2 separate regions of the Muntiacus reevesi genome follow, and region 1 is linked to region 2. A link is a contact called in public Hi-C data. All regions are on one chromosome and are shown on one strand. Each heading gives the region's core, a stretch centred on a gene start, on an enhancer-like site or on the middle of the called end of the contact. The rest is flanking DNA. Distances are from core to core; before and after follow the strand shown.

Region 1 (2,700 bases), core at 67-2,566, 340 kb after region 2:
AATTTTGTGTCTTGGACACTTTATTGGATGATTTTTATGGTGAAACTGTATAGTTTACTACTGTATACGGAAATAGTTAAAAGTTATTTTAATATAGGTCTTCATTGCTGGGCATGGGTTTTCTCTAGTAGCAGAAAACGGGGGCTACTCTCTAGTTGCCCTGCCTGGGCTTCTCACTGGGGTGACTTCTCTTGCTGTGGAGCACATGCTCTAGGGCACTCGGGCTCCGTAGTTGTGGCTCACGGATTAGCTGCCTCCCAGCATGCGGCATCTTCTCGGATCAGGGCTTGGACAGGTGTCCACTGCATTGGGAGACGGATTCTTAACCAACGGACCACCAGGGAAGCCCTGAAAATTTAACGTACTAATAACATTATGCTCTCCTAGTGTCATCCTAGTTTGAACTCCATCTTAACAAGCGTTTATTAAAAAGGAACTTAATTGTAGCCACTAAATCCAACCCTGTTCTACACAAAATGTAATTTTATTTTTTAGAGTTTTGCTCTAATTTTGCATACAATTTGGTGTCCACAGCGTTTTTTACATCCAAAGAGTATCTGTGCCTAAGTTAGGAGCTGCATTTCTTTTCTTCTGGGCATTCAAGACAGGCTGTATTTTCCTTGCACTCCATTTATTTGAGTTTAGCCTGATAGGCTTCACGTTGGACTATAAACAAAAGTATAAAATAATGCATGACATGGATGACATAGGTTCGTAAGGCCCTTCCGGGTTCTAACACTGAATTGTGCTGATGATTTGGTATGAGGCTAATCTTGGCACATTCGCTATGCCACCAGTGGCACCTAACAGTGTTCTCTTTGATGTTTCAAGCTCCAAAGGGTGGCAGGTCACGGTCAGGCTGTGAAGGAGCCCAAATGCTTTCTGGCACAGGTGCTGCAGGATCACCTGAATGAACTTCTCAGAGCACCTGCTTCTAAGATTGGGGAGAGGGCCCCCACTCCCAACTCCCCCCTGCCATCACAGGAGATAGCCACACCTTCTCCCTATCGGCAAGGAGCAGGTGGCTGGCCCTTGGCATCTCGCACCACGGCCCTCGCAAGGTACCCGCCCCGTGGGCCTGGCCGGCCCACACGTGTCGAGGGTCAGCTGTGCCACTGGGACCCCCCCCCCCAACCGCTGCGAGCGCGACCGCCCAGCGCGCGGTCTCTAGATCCGCCACCCCTCCCCCCACAATCCCGGAAAAGGGGGGGAGTGGTGACGTCATCATCCGGGCACTCGGCGGCGGGGCCTCGGTTCACAATGGAACAAAAACAAGCGGCCCAAGTCAAACTCTGAGCGACGCGACTGTGGCTTGCGCGGTTAACTCTGTCTTGTCCACGCACCCTGCCAATCCTGACATCCCAGTTCCTTCTCCGGCGTGCCAGAGCCTTTCGGGTCTCCCCGCCCCCGCTTCTGCTCGTTCTGCCCCTTCTACCCTCACACCGCCCCGGAGGCGAGGGGCATGGAACAGTTCCTGGCCGTAGTACAACCCTGGAGGGCCCGACCGAAATAAACGGTACTGTTTGAAAAATCTTGACCGCATTTTCCTCCCTTCCCCCAGCCCGGCTCCTCGAATTCCAAGCGTCTCTCGCCTGGCCCGACTTTTCCCGAGGCAGGAGCCATTCTTCCCCGACGGAAGACCGCCCCGGCTGGACGGGGGAGAAGGAGCCGCCGAGCGAGAAGGGGGGTGGGGTGAAGGAGGAGGAGGGCTCAGGGGCTGGCCCCGTGAGGGGTGGGGCTTGGCGAGGGCGGGGAACCTCGGGTCTGGGCGGTGCTGGGGCTTGCAGGAGTCTGCGCCGTCGCGCTGCTGCCTCCGCCGCCGCCGCCACTGCTGCTGCCACCGCTACCGCCGCCGCCACTGGCCGAGCGGTTTTTTTTTTTTTTTTTGGTTTGCCGGATCCGCCATATTGAAGAGGACGGGCATCCGCGGCTGCGGAAGCTAGTCTCCGCCGCCGCCGGAGCCGCAACCTCCCTGCACCCGGCCCGTCCGGGCCTCTGCTGCGCGGAGCCCCTCCCCGTATCGCTCAGCTCATAGGCCTCGCGGGAGGCGGTTGCTTCTGCGCCCGGTGCTTCGCTGGGCGCCGGGTGCTTGGAGCAAGCCGCAGCAGAGCGAGCAGGCCCGGAGCGGGGACAGAGGCGGCGACCAGTGGAAGGTGAAGCCTCCACTGCGGGAGGAGGAGCAGGAGGAGGTGACGCAGGAGAAACGCACCGCCCGGAGCCCGTCTGCGCTCAGAAAGAGCCTCAGCCCGAGGCGAGGAGGGGGAAGAGGCCCGCCGCCGGCTGAGGAGGAGGGGGAGGAGGAGGCGGCCGCGGCCACCTCTGCTGCAAGGCGGGCGCGGCGAGCAGCGAATTCCGGTGCCCCTGTGTAGTTCCCCGGTCCCTACGCCTACGGTCCTTCGACACACTTTGTCGCCCGTCACCCTTGGGCCTGGGATGCACCCAGGGTCGGCCTTGTCCCGGGACTGAGCCTTGATTGTCGCCTCCGCGTGTCTTGCTTCTTAAGAGAAGACGCCTGTGTCGTGCGGTGAGTAGCCAGCAGCGCCGGGACGACGCGCTTTTCCGGGGCCAACAGCTGGATCGAGGGGAGGGGAGGGGAGGGGAGGGGAGGAGGAGGGCGAGGGGGTGTGCGTGTGCGCGGTTTTTCTCGCCGCGGCCGCAGGCCGGGCCAGGGGCTTCCGGGTCCCGGTCTTGGGCCTCGGG
Region 2 (2,700 bases), core at 80-2,579:
ATAAAACTGAATCTAGCTGAAAACTAGTAAGTTTCACTTTCTCTGAACCTAAATTTCAAAAATGTGAAACAGTAATTCAATTATATATACCCCTAAATTTCATAGTTTCTTTTCTTCACACACCTGAAAATCATTACAGTGTATTCTGATCCTATTCTGAAGGGATTAACATCTAATCATATCCCAAGGCATTTTACTGGTAACTTGGTGATTTATAAACTCCCCTCATACCCCACGAGACAGTAACAACAGGCTAGTTACCAAAAAATCTTTACTTACACTACAAGTGTTAAGACTTCAAACAGTCCCTAACATTCCAGGAAAACAAACGTTGGGATCCAACATTTTACATTCTTTTACATACAATACATCTCCTGAGTTCAAACTTTGTCAGAAGCAATTACAACCTACATTTAAAATGTACCGTAAGAGGCTGTAACACAATTTGTCTTTGGGAATTTTTTTAAACGCCCGAATAATATATATTCCTAAACCCTAAACTCGGAGTCTGGGCTAAAAAGCTTCCAACCAACAAATCAATAAGGTTCAGCAGGCAAATCGAGCAAAAATTCCAAAGATGGGCTTTTCAGGGAAAGTCAAACAACGTGCATAATTCACAAGTCTCGATTGCTTCATCTCCAGGACCCCAAATGGAAAGCTCCTCCTCCACCTCCGCTGGGCCCCAAGAGTTCAGAAATTCTAGACTTAAGCAGCCCAGCGGAGAGGAGAAAGCCTCTTGGGGAGAAGGAGGTGCGAACCTCGCAGCCGGTTGGGCGGGAAGCGAGGGCTGGGGAGCAGGCGTGGATTTCGCGGCACTTACAGGTCCGTCAGCACCAAGAGCTCCGAGTAGGCCCGGTGCAGTAGAAATTCGATGAGGGTGCTCAGCCGGTAGCCAGGGGTAGCCGCGGCCGCAGCGGCCGCTGCCACGGCGGCTCCGGGAGGAGGAGGTGCCGGGGCTGACGCGGGGCCGCCGCTGCCGCTGCCTCCGGGCGGGACCAGCTGGTGGTTCTCCAGCTGCACTGGGGCCATGGCGGCACAGGGCCGGGCTTGGCGCAGCGGTACAAGATGCGGCCCTCAAACCTCCCTCCCGGGCGTTCAGTCACCGCGCCTAAGTGGGCGCGGGCGGAGTCGCCGCCGCCGCCTACTACTGCCGAGCCGCCTCAGAACAGGAAGCCTTACGCCGGCCGCAGAGGCCCGCCCCCATGTAGCGACGAGCCCGCCGGCTCCAGGGACTGGAGCGAGGGGCGGGGGGAGGGCGGGGAAGCCGGGCGGCAGCCGCAGAGAAGCAGCGCCCCAGCAACCGTTCAGAGGCCGCTCGGCCAGGCAGCCGCAGCGTCCATATTGACGGCCCAAAGCGGAAGTCGTTAGGAAGAACGGAAGGGGAACCAAAGGGGGACTTCCGACAGCAACCTGTGCCTTTTCTCCAGGCGGTCGGGCGGGGGGACGTTGGGGGGGAGGTGCGTGGGAGTGGGGCGGGGCCGGCGCGCGGGCGTGAAAAGCGGAAACGGGGGCTGCGAGCCGCCGGAAGTGAGTGTAAGGGCGGAGCCAGTGTTGTCATTGAGAACGTCAGCAGTTGCCTGGCCCTTGCCCTCGCCGCCCTCCAGAATTTAGAAAGATCCGATTTGTGCTGAGGTGTTCATCAGCGTTCCCCTGGTGGGTGCAACCCAGCCGGGGAGGACACCCCATCCCAGATGTTTGTGACCTGTGTTTCTGGACTCGAAAAGAAATTGTTACGGCTGAGCGCTTGTGACATCTCAGATCTTTGCACCTCCCACAGTCTGCCCATGCGCCTTTCGTGGGATAGGAGACGTTTCCGTCATTTTTTTTTAACTGTGGGAAAAGATGCGAGAAAATATTATTGAGGGTAGAAGAAGGGCCACTGGCAGAATAACTTCACTTGAATGGAGTCGGATATAGGCTGAGCTCCTTACCGACCCCCAAAACCTGGCAGTTCTACCGCAGAAACAGTCTAAATCCTCTACCACTGACTCTCCCATTTGGTTCTTGTCCCTGCTGTTGAAGTAGCCGCCCTGCCTTCCAAGGACTTTTCAGTTCGTTTTCTATGCCCTACTGCCACATTTTCCCGCTCAAAATGCACGCTTAATATTTTGCTTTCTGATTTAAAGCCATGATTCTCAACCTTGCCTGCACGTTGGAATCTGGGGGGAGATGCAGGAGTGGGTGGTTTTAAAATATACTTATGCTCCTCTCCCCATAGATTCGGCTTTAATTAGTCGGGGCTTCAGGATTTTTAAAAGCTTCCTAGGTGATTTTAATGTGCACTGTTTAAAAGCGTCAATTGCCACCACCCTTTTCAAATATCTTTTTGCAGAGTCTTATCTGTGACTCAGGAGTAAGAGATGCACTTGCCATTTCCTAAGGTTAAAATACTCTCATTCTTGTCCACTTGTGTAATTCTTAGTCATTCTTGAAGACAATTGACCTGTCTTCTGAGGGTGTAATCTTAATCACTTGCTCCCTCTTTTGTGATCCTAAAGCACATTTACACAAACAATAGCATCCTAGTACTCATTAAAAGGCAGTAGGATTACTTACAGCCCCCACAGGTACAGTTGCTGGAGGGTAGATACTCTCCCTAAGATCCATCCCTATGCTGCTACCTTAGGAAACAAATTTTTTCTAAGTTAGCTAGAATGGTATCATTTCTTTGGCAGTTGTTTTGTTTTATTGAAGGTTCTT

Evidence for each region. Hi-C and Micro-C count contacts between places; a contact is called where the count stands out from the background.
Region 1: a contact with region 2 is called in a Hi-C map of muscle, with 7 times the contacts expected there. The contact joins the promoter of USP9X here to the promoter of MED14 in region 2. A contact is called at or near these places in 2 of 3 Hi-C or Micro-C datasets (blood and muscle).

The regions. Positions count from the first base shown.
Region 1 is chrX:39,591,545-39,594,244 of mMunRee1.1, forward strand. USP9X (ubiquitin specific peptidase 9 X-linked) reads left to right here and starts at 1,317. Exons shown (of 45, transcript XM_065916535.1): 1 at 1,317-1,516.
Region 2 is chrX:39,255,545-39,258,244 of mMunRee1.1, forward strand. It overlaps MED14 (mediator complex subunit 14), which reads right to left and starts at 1,330. Exons shown (of 32, transcript XM_065915347.1): 1 at 821-1,330. The coding sequence starts at 1,029. LOC136154434 (putative uncharacterized protein MED14OS) reads left to right here and starts at 1,066. Exons shown (of 1, transcript XM_065916712.1): 1 at 1,066-1,368. The coding sequence starts at 1,066. The coding sequence ends at 1,368.